Linked DNA regions of Mus musculus: regions 2, 3 and 4 are each linked to region 1. Evidence: chromatin contacts called from public HiChIP or PLAC-seq and promoter capture Hi-C data. All regions are on one chromosome and are shown on one strand. Each heading gives the region's core, a stretch centred on a gene start, on an enhancer-like site or on the middle of the called end of the contact. The rest is flanking DNA. Distances are from core to core; before and after follow the strand shown. Region 1 holds the start of 4930456A14Rik (a long non-coding RNA gene). Region 2 holds the start of Armc5 (armadillo repeat containing 5). Region 3 holds the start of Setd1a (SET domain containing 1A). Region 4 holds the start of 1700008J07Rik (RIKEN cDNA 1700008J07 gene).

What was found. Promoter capture Hi-C pulls out the DNA fragments that hold promoters and counts their contacts. HiChIP or PLAC-seq counts read pairs in DNA pulled down with a chosen protein or histone mark.
Region 2: a contact with region 1 is called in a promoter capture Hi-C map of liver, with 3 times the contacts expected there. The contact joins the promoter of Armc5 here to the promoter of 4930456A14Rik in region 1. A contact is called at or near these places in 4 of 39 promoter capture datasets (erythroid cells, liver and pre-B cells), 2 of 484 Hi-C or Micro-C datasets (B cells and uterus), 1 of 115 datasets of contacts at active chromatin or transcription factors (astrocytes) and 1 of 9 other capture datasets (adipose tissue).
Region 3: a contact with region 1 is called in a promoter capture Hi-C map of liver, with 5 times the contacts expected there. The contact joins the promoter of Setd1a here to the promoter of 4930456A14Rik in region 1. A contact is called at or near these places in 3 of 39 promoter capture datasets (the C10 cell line, liver and pre-B cells), 2 of 484 Hi-C or Micro-C datasets (B cells and muscle stem cells), 3 of 115 datasets of contacts at active chromatin or transcription factors (astrocytes, embryonic forebrain and thymic regulatory T cells) and 1 of 9 other capture datasets (liver).
Region 4: a contact with region 1 is called in an H3K27ac HiChIP or PLAC-seq map of embryonic stem cells, with 8 times the contacts expected there. The contact joins the promoter of 1700008J07Rik here to the promoter of 4930456A14Rik in region 1. A contact is called at or near these places in 3 of 39 promoter capture datasets (embryonic stem cells, liver and pre-B cells), 5 of 484 Hi-C or Micro-C datasets (cortical neurons and embryonic stem cells), 2 of 115 datasets of contacts at active chromatin or transcription factors (embryonic forebrain and embryonic stem cells) and 2 of 9 other capture datasets (embryonic stem cells and liver).

What each region holds. Positions count from the first base shown.
Region 1 is chr7:126,500,862-126,504,246 of GRCm38.p6, reverse strand. 4930456A14Rik (a long non-coding RNA gene) reads right to left here and starts at 1,813. Exons shown (of 3, transcript XR_869939.3): 1 at 1,648-1,813. It overlaps Atxn2l (ataxin 2-like), which reads left to right and starts at 810. Exons shown (of 22, transcript NM_001361487.1): 1 at 810-1,347; 2 at 2,789-2,825; 3 at 2,935-2,991; 4 at 3,073-3,144; 5 at 3,374-3,385. The coding sequence starts at 1,055.
Region 2 is chr7:128,235,699-128,239,083 of GRCm38.p6, reverse strand. Armc5 (armadillo repeat containing 5) reads right to left here and starts at 1,727. Exons shown (of 6, transcript NM_146205.2): 1 at 495-1,727. The coding sequence starts at 957. It overlaps 9130023H24Rik (RIKEN cDNA 9130023H24 gene), which reads left to right and starts at 1,053. Exons shown (of 1, transcript NM_177001.3): 1 at 1,053-3,385. The coding sequence starts at 1,665. The coding sequence ends at 2,678.
Region 3 is chr7:127,775,817-127,779,201 of GRCm38.p6, reverse strand. It overlaps Setd1a (SET domain containing 1A), which reads right to left and starts at 1,813. Exons shown (of 19, transcript NM_178029.3): 1 at 1,689-1,813; 2 at 925-1,089; 3 at 601-696. The coding sequence starts at 1,074.
Region 4 is chr7:127,511,136-127,514,520 of GRCm38.p6, reverse strand. 1700008J07Rik (RIKEN cDNA 1700008J07 gene) reads left to right here and starts at 1,652. Exons shown (of 1, transcript NR_024331.1): 1 at 1,652-3,385. Srcap (Snf2-related CREBBP activator protein) reads right to left here and starts at 2,538. Exons shown (of 34, transcript NM_001304266.1): 1 at 2,183-2,538; 2 at 281-356.

The DNA of each region.
Region 1 (3,385 bases), core at 564-3,063:
AGGATAGCCTCAAACTTTTGATCCTCCTACCTTCCCTTCCTAGTACTGGAATTAAAGTTCTGAAGCACCATAGCTGCCCTAATTTTGAATGAGGGCTGCCTTAATAGGCAAGCACTATACCACGGTTTTCTAACCGTGTCTTGCTATGCAGCTGGATTCTGTAATATACTCTTAGTCAGTCTGGCTTTCAGACGGCTTGTATTGCTACTGTTCAGGGGGTCGCTCTCCCTGAAAGAATCACTGAATTTCAATTTAGAATTGGGCACATTTGTTGGGATGCACATATGCTCAGAATAGTCATTCTGACGCTCATTAATATTTTAAAGCAGTTAAGATGGAGAGCAGCACCTTTAAAAACCCACCTGCCTTAAGTTACCTGTACTAGGTTTTTCCAGTCCTAGGGATTTTTTTTTTTCTCTTGCTCCCGAGACTCCGCCCACCGGTCACCCAGTGGCGGAAGAACCTCACGCTACGACGTGACACCTCACACCACCGCGGAGACTTTCTGACGTTACGCTGGCGGCGTGGGAGGGGCGGGTCCGCCGGCACTTCCCCTTCCCGGCTTTGGCCCCGCCCACCCTCGTTGTGAAGCAACCGCGGCCGCCAGCATTTAAGGTGGCTCAGAACCTAGAGGTGCGCTAAGCGCCTGCGCGGCTCCTTTTCCGCCCCAGGGGCTAGGCCGGTCGGAGCCACGGCTCGAGCCTCTCCTCTGTTCCGGAACTAACCGCCTGGCGGCGCTCCCCGCGCCCCTCCCCCGCCGGCGCTTCCGCCCGCGCTCCTCCCTCTCCTTCTCCAGCGACGCGCACGCGCGCCAGGCCGGCTCGCGCCCTCTCGCTGTCCACCGGCCCGCGAGATCCCCCCTCCCCTTCCGCCTCGCGGCGCTTCCTCGCGCCGCCGTCTTCTCGATCCACCCCTGACACCGCGGGGCTCCCCCCGCCCGCCAACGGCGGGTCCCCTGCTTGGCGATCTCTTTCGCTTCCCGCGCTCTCCAGCAGGGGCCCGGCCCCAGGCCCTCTTTCCCTTCCCTCTTATTTCTCTTCCGGACGCTGCCATCATGTTGAAGCCTCAGCCGCCACAACAGACCTCCCAACCCCAGCAGCCGCCCCCCACGCAACAGGCCGTGGCTCGCCGGTCTCCCGGCGGGACCAGCCCTCCCAACGGCGGCCTCCCGGGACCGCTGACCGCCACCGCGGCTCCCCCGGGGCCTCCCGCAGCGGTCTCTCCGTGCCTGGGGCCTGCAGCCGCTGCCGGCAGCGGACTTCGCCGCGGAGCCGAAAGCATCTTAGCGGCGTCAGCGCCGCCGCAGCATCAAGAAAGGCCAGGGGCAGTGGCTATCGGCAGCGTCAGGTGAGGACGGGGCTTCCTGGCTAGGGAGAGCCCGGGAGGCAGCGCCCCGGCTTGGAGCTGTTGAGGGGGCTCTTGGGGGCCCAGGACCCCGTGAAGGAGGGGGTGGACCCTCGTGCCAACAGGTCGGAGAGAAAGCTCTCCGGGAGGTCTCCAGGAGCCTGGGGGCAGCGCTCGGCTCTCTGGGCCTAGTCACCTCTTGGGGGTCTGGGCCCTGAGGGGAGGCGGGGCGCATCCCGCCAGCTCCGTCGGCAAAGGGTGTTGGGGGGGTTGAGGAGGTGATGGGGTCCCTAGCTCCATTACCACGAAGGATCTCGCGGTCCCCGGCTTCAGCCAATGGGGAGTCAGCTGCATGAAGGGGTCCCCGACTGTAGCCAATGGGGGGGGGGCGCGCGGCCCACAGTTTGGCCAATGGGGAGGGAGGGACTTGGGAGCGGATTGTTCCCTCCTCTTCCCGGTGTAGCCAGTGAGAGGGGGACGGGGTGGGCGGGGGCGCGGAAGCAGCGGCTACTGGGAAGACTGCGGGCTGGGAAGCTCCTGCGCGCGCGCTCCCCGGGCGTACGTGCGCGCGGATGCTGTCTTATGACTCGGGCATTGGCTTGCCCCGGTAACACGTAGAGCAGAGGCGGAGGAGGGAGGGGTTATTTGGAGGGTTTAGGGGCGTTTGGTGTCGGTGAGTGGGGAGTGGGTGCCCTCGGTTTTTCTCGGTGTGTCAATGCGATAGAAAGAGGCACTGGACGCAGGCGCAGTGGCTTCTGTTCTAGAGCGGGTGGTGGAGCGCGATGGGCTGTAGTGCGCAGGCGCAGACCGGGCGAGGCATCCCGGTGGATGGTTTTTGCGGCTGCGCGGTCCCCCAGCCCAGCCAACGGCCCCCTCCTCGCCCTCCTCAACTGCCGGTTACATCAGCCGTCGAGGAGCTGTGTTACCTGGCGTTTGGGGATCCCTTCAGAGTGGGTAACAGGCTGAATGAAAATAATGAGGGCGAAAGGGTGGGGTGTGGAGAATATACTTCTCCTGGGATTTGGAATCCAAGGCTCCTGAAAGCTTTTTTTCCTTTGGGAGGTAATGTGTCTAAGCTCAGAGGTGCTGCGTTTGGGATGCCCGGGCTTTCGCCTTCACAGCTGAAGTGTGCTGTTGGTTTAATACTATAGCAGTGGTTTATCGGAAGAGTGAAGGACTGTCCCTTAGAGGAAGTCAGGTTGTATTGCACTGACTGTTAGGAACATTTGACAGCTATTGTTTATTGAATATTTTGTTGACTTTTTTAAAATCTTGAATTCGGAGAAAATGTTTTAGCAGTTAATGCCTACTTTCTTCTTTAATGTGAGAACTTGAAAAGTCTTGCTTGTTAATCAGTCTATAGCCTAAATCAGCAAGTTGACCTGGTACATTGGTCTAGGGTTCACTACTAATTAAAACTATTTCTCTCTTTCTTTTTTAATAGGGGACAGACCACCGGAAAGGGACCCCCACAGTCACCCGTGAGTGCCTTCTTTTCCTCCTGTAAAGACACTCGGAAGACAGACAGTGTGGGACAATCTGAGAAGAGAGTATTCACCTGCTGCCCTTTACTTTTTTCTCGTGTGACAGGTGTTTGAAGGTGTCTATAACAATTCCAGGATGCTGCATTTCCTGACAGCTGTAGTGGTAAGTAACAGCTTTAACCTGGGTGTCTGAGGAATATGCTGTTTCAGTTTCTTAAAATGACTAAATGGTTCACCTTGCTAGGGTTCTACTTGTGACGTAAAGGTGAAAAATGGCACCACTTACGAGGGCATTTTCAAGACTCTGAGCTCAAAGGTCAGTGTACTCAAATTAGGAATTTCTGAAGCTGTGAAGGAGAGTGAGATTGAGAGTGTGTGTTGGGTGACAGCGGGCAGTTTTGAGGCTTTTGCTAAGTTCTCTGGTTGACATTGGGAAATACAGAGTGACATGGGCATTTGACGTTGAAAGACTAGAAAGCTTTAAGAGCGAATCCATCTTCTCCCTCTGATACTGACCCTGCCATGTTGGACTGGGGCTTTTGTAGTTTGAACTGGCA
Region 2 (3,385 bases), core at 478-2,977, 1.7 Mb before region 1:
TTTCCTGTGTTTAAGTACCCACTTATGCTTGGAGTCTGGGCACTGTACATTTGAATTTCATTTTCTACTCAACTTCAATCCTGTCGGGTAGCTATTGTTATTACACAAAGAATTCTTGCTTTGGAGGGGTTGGGTGATTTGCTTGGTATGTCTGACTTTTAAACTCACTTTCTAACTTTTAAAACTACACTTTCTGGCCTCCTGCTCTTCCATGTGAAGCCTTGCACAGGGACGGGTACTGTCCCCGAGAAGCACCAAAAACAAAGTATAAGCCACTTGCTCAAAAGTGAGGCAGGAGTCAGTATCTACTTCTGGTCTGGGCAGGTCCAGGTCTAATTTATGGAGAGAGCAGTGACGTCACATAGCATCACACCTGAGGAGATGAGTGGCGCTGCACCATCACAAAGCATGTACTCAGAGGCCTGGCATAATGGAAGGGCAGCGCAGATACTGTGGGTTGGAACCTTTCTAAGAAATGGGGGCGGAGCACTTACCCAAAGGGAGAATGCCTCCAAGTCTCCGCACTTCGGCCCGGCACGCCCCTTCTGTACAGCAGTTGGCTAGAATGCTGAGCGCCAAATCCAGCGTCTTGCGCAGGCGCATTGGCAACGAAGGCGTCAAGAGCGACTCGGCAGCGGGGGCGTGGCCAGGGGTAGAACCAGCTGACGCAACCGACGAAGGGGCGGAGCCAGAGGCTGCTTGGGACGGGGCGGGGCCCGCAGCAGCCGTTCGGCGGAGCAGGGCGAGAAGGGGGCGGAGCCCGCCGCGTGCCCGGAAGCGCTCAATCCCCTCTGCCGCCTTGATGTGGCGCGTGCGAAGAGCTAAGAGCGCGCGGCCCAGGGGTGTCTCGTTGGTAGCTGGGTCCTTTCCCCCACCTGGCCCCTCCCCGGCCGCCGCCGTGAGCTGCGCGAGGCAAAACGAGAGCGAGTCCGTAAGGGCCGGTCTCGCAGCCGCCATCTTGGCCCGGGCCTCAGGCTCCGCCCCGCGTCTCGCCGGTACTCTGAGAGAGCGGAACTGGAAGAGGGGGGCGTGGCCAGGCTGCTCCTCGGAATAGCGCCGCCGCAGTTATCTTGCGAGTCGGAAGTTCAAGTTCTAGATTCTGGAACTCCGGTACTTGCACAGTCGCAGAAGACATGGCGAGAATGGTATTTATCTGTGGGAAAGTAAGAGGCGCGTGCGGTGCATGCTGGGATATGTAGTCGGCGCCAAGCTTAGTGCAGTTTAAGTGGGTGAGAAACTCCTCCCGGGGCCGAAGAGTGAACTGTTGCTCCTAGGATCAGACGCCCCGCGGTGGAGTCTTAGTGCTGTCCTGTGCTCCCCAACGTGACTTAGCCACTTCGCTCCCGGTACGTCCTTGTCGGCGACGTTCAGACTTGATTGGCAACCCTCAAAGCGCGGTGATCAATGGCTCCGAAAGCCGGACTGACAGACTCGCAGAACCCCAAGCCGTTTCAAAAGTGCTAAGTTCCCGACAGAAAGGTCTCGCCAAGCGAATGAAAGAGTTAAACCTACCGGGAAAGTTCGCTGCCACTTCCTAGAGTCTCTCGGGCTTGGGGACCTTTCCGTTTCCGGTACCGGCCTCCAAGCCTCCAGTGCCCCGTTCTCCAACTGTGCTGATGAGTTAAACGGGTGGCATTTAGGAAACCGAGCGCTTTTCGGCCGCAATGGAACTTGCGGCTCCAGAAGTGACCAGGGAGAATCTAGATGGGGCTAAGCTGCTGGAGAACCGGACGTCAAAATTCCCGGGAGCCCCCAGGTCGCCCCTGGATCGCGAGACCGCGCTACATGAGCGCCCCCTCCTGGCGCGGCCGGAACAACCAGCCCCCGTGGAAAAAATGCTGGACCAGCAGTACTTATGTAGGTCAGGCTCTGGCCCCAAGGAAGAAACCTTTGTCAAGACCAGTGATCCTGCAGTCCCCAAAGCTTTCAAGTGTAGGGATTGTGGGTTGGCTGTACCCAGTCTCTCTGATCTCATTCACCATCAAAGCAGCCATGGGTGTGACCGCCCTTACAGCTGTCCAGAGTGTGACAAAAGCTTCCGGCGTGGCTCAGATCTGGTTAAGCATTACCGAGTTCACAGTGGTGAAAAACCATACCCCTGCCCAGAATGTGGCCGTTGCTTCAGCCTCAGCTCTAATCTCACTAAACACCGTCGTTCTCACTCAGGTCTCCGGCCGCACAAGTGCATGGAGTGCGGAGAGGCCTTTGGTCGCAGTGCAGACCTAGCAAAACACCAGCGGGTGCACACTGGGGAAAAGCCCTATGCGTGTGCTGAGTGTGGAAAGACTTTCAGGGTTAGCTCCAACCTGATCCAGCACCAGCGAACTCACACTGGTGAGAAACCCTACCGCTGTGGCCTCTGTGGCAAGAGTTTCAGCCTGAGCTCTAACCTTTTACAGCACCAGCGCTGTCACACAGGCGAGAAACCCTACTTCTGTGCCTGGTGCGGAGACAGCTTTGGGCGAAGTTCCTATCTGCTAGAACACCAGCGTTCACACACGGGTGAGAAGCCCTACAATTGCTGTGAGTGTGGCAAGAACTTCACCAACAGCTCAAACTGCCTACGGCACCAGCGCACTCACAATGGAGAACCGCCCTTCAGGTGTCTTGAATGTGGTCGTGGCTTTAGTGAGATCACCATGTTCACTGAACACCAGCGCATCCACTTGAGCAAATGACCTTTCCAGAATGTGGCAAAAATCTCACACCACAGTTCCATCAATGTTCACACATGGGCAAGAAACCCTAGAAGTTTCCTGATTGCAGCTAGTATTTTTGTGGACACCAGCCTATGCACACAAGCAAAGGCCTTTCATTTGCAGGTTTGTCAAGAGCTGCAGTCAGATTTCCCACTTGCTCTTCTACCAGGTGACCCACATGAGCAAGAAGACCTCCATCTGCCCCTTAATAAGGCAAGCCTTTGCCCATAACGCTTAGCCTTGTCTAACATCAATGGGTGTTCCAAGATGAGAGTTTCTGCAGTTATCCCTGGCTTCAATGAAGGGACCAGAGTGTTGTTAGTTTTTTTTTTTTTTTTTTTCTTTTTTTCTACGTCCCGAAGGTGACTTAACTAAGGGCCACTAATGGGGTTCACAAATGGCATCTGGGTTGAGCCACAGGCTAGACGAACAGCACTAGAGCTGTGTCTGCCTTCAGAGAAACAAGATTTAAACACACACACATGCACACACAAAAGTCCTGTTTTCTGAGATTTCATTCAGAATCTCCATTAGCTAGACAAAAGTTTTTAGATGCCCAAAACCACATAGCTCCTGCCCCAGCTGCAGATAGGCTAACCATGACAAAAGCAACAACTCCTTTTTCTCTGGAGGAAGAGGATTACAAACCAGGCAAAGTCCATGTGAGGACTACAGTAGCCAGAGGT
Region 3 (3,385 bases), core at 564-3,063, 1.3 Mb before region 1:
AGTAGATGCTGGCAGGAAGGAGGTATGAGACATAAACATTCAGACAGAAGAGCTTTCAGTAAAGCTGCTCAAGAAAGGGGGGATTCAGAAGGGTGAAGCCACTGCACAACTTACTTTACCAATAATCAGTAAAAGAAAACAAAAACAAAATTAGGAGGAGACAAAGAACTACCAATTTTCGAGACAGTCCGAAGTTTGAAGAATATCTTATTACAGTAGGGAAGCAAGCTGCTCGTACAGACAGGACAGAGGAGCACACACAATGACAGCAAGAACACACAACTCCAAGTGCACAGTGGTCTTAGCAGCATCCTTAATTGCTGAATAACTTGGCTATCCCACTGTCACAAGGCTTCAGAATACCCACCCATACCTCATCCTTCCAGACATCAATACCCTTGTCACCAGATATATACTAGAGTCACCTCAGCTATACATGTATACCTTCTGTCCAAAACATCTCAGTCTCACAGACACAAAAAGCAATGAGATCTGGCTGTCATAGTTCCTTCGGAATAAACACTTTGGTAGACTGTGTGAAGCCCAGGGTCCTTGACACTCTCCAAGGACCAACATGCAGGGAGACCAGCAGGCACTCACCTTAAACTTAGGAACCGGGAGGGAAAAGTCTCTGGCTTTGGACCTGACATGACAGCGGGGGTCCTGGAGGTCTTCCACGGGGGTATACTTTGAGTCCTAACAAAGAAAGCAGGAAGAGATGAAACCAGGCTGAAAATTCACCAGCCTACTGACTCTATAAAGCCCATGTAGAAGCCAACATACAGAAGAGCTGGGAGAGCTTGCTCATTCTCAAAAAACCAAACTACAGGTATAGGAAGTCTGGGTGTTGAATACTGAACAGGGGGAAGCGGGGAGGGGAGATTGGAGGTCCAAATAAGTCAAGAAAGGCTCGAGGGCACTCACACTGACACTGAAGTGGACTCCGTCATAGCGGTACACCTTCTGGGAAGGCCTGCGCAAAGCAGGGTCCAAAGCAGGATCCACTATGAGCTTGTAGTTCCGCCACTGGAAGCTCGGGGCTTTCTGCCCGTCTCCCCCACCTTCCTGGTCCATCTTTGCTCATTTACACTGTCAGGAAAAGAGGGATACGGAATGGGAGTCCACGACTTAGGCCTGACTCCCTTGCTGTCCCCTCAATGTCTAGCCCCGATTCCAGGGTCTCACATCAGTCCAGTCCCCGACACCTCAGCATGACCCGTGGCTCCCTCAGATCTTGCCCTGAGGAGCTGGGCTCACTATGGCACTCCATTCCTCTCCATCCCCAATTCTACCCTCAGGGCCCAGGCCCATCTCGCGCCCCCTTACCTTCCCGCTCTCCCCAGCGCGCCCCACTTGGCCTCCACGCAAGACCCCTCCCCCGTCCCCTCGCAGGCCCCGCCCCCTCCCGCCTCCTCACCGGCCAAGCGGCCCGGGCCGAGCCCCGCTCCCGCTCCCACACAGCCGCTCGCGTCCCCGCGCCCCGATCCTCCGAACCAGAGGTGGCACCTCTTCGGGGCGTTGGAAACACCGCGAGACCGAATCTGAGACCCAGCTTCGGTCCCTGAATCCAGGCGGGGGGGTGGGGGGAGGTAACGCGCGCCGCTGCCCTCTCCTCCCGCCCGGGCGCGTTCGGTGTCGTCCACCCCCCCCACCCCGTCGGCGCGCACGCGCGCCGGGGCCCTACTCACCCGCTCGTGGCGAGCGGCTCACCCTCCCCCCACCGCGCGCAGCACCTCAGCGGCGTGAGGCGGCGGCGGCGGCGGCGGCAGCGCGAGACCCGGCCCCGCAGCGGTGGCGGCGGCGGCGCCCCCCCACCACCACCTCCCCGGCGCGCGCACCAAACACCACCGCCACCTGCGCGAGGCCCAGCGGGCACAGCGTCTGCATCCGCACTTTCGCTACAAGGACTGCGGAGCGATCCACGGGGCCGAGGGTAGCGGCCTTGCCTCGGCCGGCGCCCTGCGAGGCTCGGGAGTTGTAGCCCAGGGAGCCTGAAGATGGGCCGCATTCCCCGGAGAGTGGACCGCACCACCCTGATCCAGCTGCTCCGGCCTTGGGGTTCCTGGCGAATCGGCGGCGACGAAAGCTGCGACGAGCCCCTGAGGGAAGGGGGCGGAGCGAGGGGGAGGACGCCAGCCAGAGCTCGGGAGATTTGAGTGGCGCGTCCAACGACGCAGATTCGCGAGGCGGGCGGGGCGAATGAGTGGACAGGATGCGCGCTCCTCGGCTCCTCTTCCCTGCCCCTTCCTTGCGCAGCCCGAATGCCTATGAGGCTGCAGTGCAGATTCGCCACCGTCCTGGGCTTTGGCCGTCACCTCTTCTCACCTGCTGTAGAGTCAAGAAAATGACGCCTGGCTCGCCAAGCCCTGTTGGCAGAGTCGACCTCTAGTCCTGGATTTTTTTTTTTTTCAGTAGAACGACTCAAGGAACAGCACACTTCCTACTTAGTGCGAAATGGTTACAAGGAAGAAGTCTTCTCGGCGTTTCCTGAAAATTTTCAGACAAGAAAAGCTGCCCAAATAATCCTAAGGAGTCGGGTAGCGAATCTGCCGATCCGGTTGTGGGCGGGGCTAACGAGAGAGGCGTGGCCAGGCGTGCGGAGCCCGGCGTAACGGGCTGCTTCCCTTAGAATCCACCAAAACCTGGGAGGGGTGGGAGGTGGAAAAATACAACCAGGAGGGGTGACTCAGGCGCTTTGCCTACCGACGCACAGAGTGAAATGATCGGTTCCTTCCCGCTTTTATATTCGGGCTCCTGTTGTTTTTCAGACAGCATGACATCGAACTTGCTATATAACGGAGGATGGCCTCGAACTCCAGATCCTTTTGCCTCTATTTCCTGAGTACCGGAATTACAGGTGTGCACACCATAACCGGTTTATAGCATGCTGGGAGATCTAACTCAGGGCTTTCTGCGTGTTAGGCCAGTACCCTAGTTACACCTCCCTTGGGCTAGTTTTAAAATGTTCCTTCTGAGCCGAGCAGTGGTGGTACACGTCTTTAATCCCAGGACCTGGGAGGCTGAGGCAGGTGGATTTCTGAGTTGGAGGCCAGCCTGGTCTACAGAGTGAGTTCCAGGACAGCCAGAGCTACACAGAGAAACCCTGTCTCAAAAAAAAAAAAAAAAAAAAAAAAAAAAAAAATGTTCAGTGGTTAAAATCAGGGTTCTGTTGAGCTTAAAAGAAACATAAAGACCCTTAAGTAGATCCTATAAAAAGTAAAGGTCTGATGTAACCCGGTTATTCTTGAGCAGTTTTTAGGCAAGGGCTACCTATGCTCATAGGATCCCGCTGCGAAACTTAAGGACAGACCTCGTTCAAGCTTCACTTGGGAACCCAAAACTGAGATCGTCCCAAGGTTCAACACCCTTTTCATCCAGCGAATGA
Region 4 (3,385 bases), core at 403-2,902, 1.0 Mb before region 1:
AAAAAGAGAGAGAAAAAAATGAAAACAAAACAAATAAGCAAAACCAAACTAAACAACAACAACAAAAAAAAAAAACATAGAAAAACCTAATACTCTTAGTGCTCTCCCTAGTAGTGCCTGGGTAACACCTTCCCTTATTCAGCCTCAGTTTGGTTGTACTATCACCAAACCCTACATAGAAAACACATGCAGTAATCATTCACAACCTATTCTCTCATCATGTCATACAGTTTCTCCCATTAACATCAGCACACAAAATTTTATCTGAAGGTGAGCTCACCTGTGTGAGCAGAGACCACACCCCCTGTGAGAGTCTGCACTTCCACGGTGCCGTGCTGTACTGAAGGAAATCACACCTAAAACAGGAGAAGCAGCAGCAGTGAGGACACGACCCACATGTGTCAATCCATACTCATCTAAGGTTACGTACACCAGCTTTATTGGACTTTAAAATACATCCGAAGTCACTTCACAGAACAGTAACAGGGAAAGCTCATGCTTCAGAAAGTCATACAGTAAACTAGGCAAGGCTGTAGTAAATTGGGCAAGGCTCAGCCTTGGGGGTGGGGGTGGAGAAATGCTTCAGGGATTTAAGAGTATTCATTGCTCCTGCAGAGGTCCTGGGTTTTGTCCCAAGCACCTATATAGCAGCTCACAATAGCTCCAGCTCCAGTGGCCCAGATTATTCTTCTGGCCTGTCTGGACACCAAGCATGGATGTGGTGTATATACATGTTGTGGCAACAAAGCACAAAGTGTTTTGTACGGAGAATCTCACAGGGTTGTACATTCTGGCTGGGTAAGAGCAGAGAAGAAGACAACAAAACGTTTTAAAAGCTAAAAGTACTTAAAGCTCTGACAGACAACTGAAGGACAGAAACTTCTCATCTAGAAGTTAACAACGCCTCCTGGATGCCTGACAGCTTCCTTGTCTTTTCAATGAGGACTTAACAGAAATGAGGGCGGAGTTCCCCAAAACAAAAAGCAAATAGTTATAAAGTAAAGGAGGGCTATTTGAATACAGAAAGAGCGAGGTGGAACGGCCAAAGAACTTTAAAGAAAACGCTTTTCGTTTTTGGAGACAGGGTTTCTCTGTGTAGCCCTGGCTGTCCTGGAACTCACTTTGTAGACCAGGCTGTCCTCAAACTCAGAAATCTGCCTGCCTCTGCCTCCCAAGTGCTGGGACTAAAGGCGTGCGCCACCAACCGCCCGGCAAGAAAGAGCTTTATAAGCAGACTTAAGTGAGGAAGGCGCCAAGGAGCCCTAACAGCCGGAAACAAGCAGGGTTAATAAAGTATTCAAGATCCGGAAGCATTTGCCTAGTTAATTCCTTATCTAGGTGTTGTGCTGCCTTGATTCACCCTTCAGAAATTCCAAGGATTGGAGGTAATCCAAAACCATGAGGCCCCAACTATGGACTCCAGCCTTCTTTATGACCTCCCAATACCCCCCCACCCCCCCCGCAGTGGACTGACCCAGCATGACCCTTGACCTCTGCCAAGTTTTGACTCCTCAGACGGCGGCCCCGCCCCCTCGCGGTCGCCCACCCCACCCAACGTGCTCGACCGGCTGGGGGAGGCGCCGGCGCGTGCGCGGCCCGGAGGCGGGGTGAGCCGGCGGCGCGCACGGCCAGATTGGGGAGGGGAGGAGGGGGGGATTCCCGCCAGAACCCGATCCCATAGACCGGGTCACAGGACTCAGATGTCCGCGTCCGTCGGCGCCCCCACATCCACAGACCGCAAAGAGCTCGGGAAGGAAGGGTTCGTGCGCCAAGTCTCGGGCTCCTAAATGGCTTATGGTGGGCGCGCGCCCGGACTACTCGTCCCGTGCACCCCTTTCCCTCGTCCGCGCCCCCGAGGGGAGGCAGGTTGGTGGGCGGGCAGAAGCGCACCTGGGTCCGTCCTCTCGAGGGCTGCTCGTTCGCGCACGCGTGCGCAGAAGGGCAGGAGGGGGGCGAGGCGCCGCTCTGACACCAGGTGCCGCTCGGCCCGACGCCCTCCCCCCCACCCCCGGCTCCGGGAGCGCGCGCAGGCAACCTCGCTCGCCAGCCCCGGGGCCCCGCCGGGCGGTGCGCGCGCAGCACCCCGGGAAGGTGGGAAGCGGCGCTCGCAGATGCGCGCGCAGGCACCCGTCAGGGGAGGGGAAAGTGTGGGGCCTCCGCCATCTTGTCTCCCTCTCCTTACCTGCGTCCTCGGGGGCGTGCTCACCACCCCCCCTCCCGCCGAGGAGGGGGGAGGGCCCCCTCTTGGTCGCCGCCTTCACCACTTTAAATTCCCCTAAGGGCCGTAACACGAGCCACCCCGATGCTCCCACCGCTTCCAGTCACGCCGCGAAGAGGTGCTTGGTGAGTTGAAGAAAAAGGAGACGCTACTCCCAGCGACCCCGCCGCCGCCTCCGCTGCTCCCGAGGCCTCACCAAAATGGCCGCCGCCGTCTCGGCCGCCACCGCCACTAGCACCACCACTACCACCACCACCAAGGCTCGTTATCGCTACCGCCAGAGCGGCCCGTCTTCTCGCGATACACAGTAACTGGAGGCTGAAGGGGCGGGTAGGCTCGCGTGCTAGCGTAGGACTGTGCGGCGCAAAGCAAGGTGGGAGTTGTAGTTCGCTCCGAGGCTCCATGCTGGCCCAGCACGCTTCAATAGGTCTGAAACTCGTGCTGCATTGCAGCTGCCCACTGGGACCACCCTTTGGATTTCGGAGTTTTTGTTCTTACATATCACCCAGTGAAATGAAACAAATGAGTAGAAGAGCTTAGACCTACTGATTCCTACAGCAGTTACTTTTTGTTTTTGAAAGGTGAGGTCTAACAATGTAGCCTTGGCTGACATGGACTCGCTATGTAGATCAAGCTAACCTTAAACTTACAAAGTTGCTCCTGCGTCTGCCTGGAATGAACGTATGCACCACCACTACCAGCTGCGGTTGACTTTGTAACACCGGTTTTCCCAAGAACTCTCAAATACAAGTACCATAGGTTTGCAGTCTTTTACATTTAAGAACTATTTTGAGAGGTTGAGAACATAGCTCAGTGATTAAGAATATTGGCTGCTTCCACTTTGAGAGGACATTCTATCTCCACACTAAAGAAGCTCCTAACAGTTATTCCAGTTCCAAGGAATCCGACACCCTCTTCTGGCCTCAGAGAGCAATACACAAACACGGTGCACAGACATACACGCAAGTAAAACTCCCATTCAAGTCAAATAAAAATCCTTAAGGAAAAAAAGGCTGGGTGGTGGTGGCTCATGGCTTTTAATCCCAATAGAGGCTGACGAATCTCTGACTTCAGAGCCATCCTGGTCTATGAAGCTAGCTCTAGGACAACCAAAGCTACAGAGAAAAATTCCTGTGTCTAGGGGGGAAAAAATCTCTTAGAGAATCT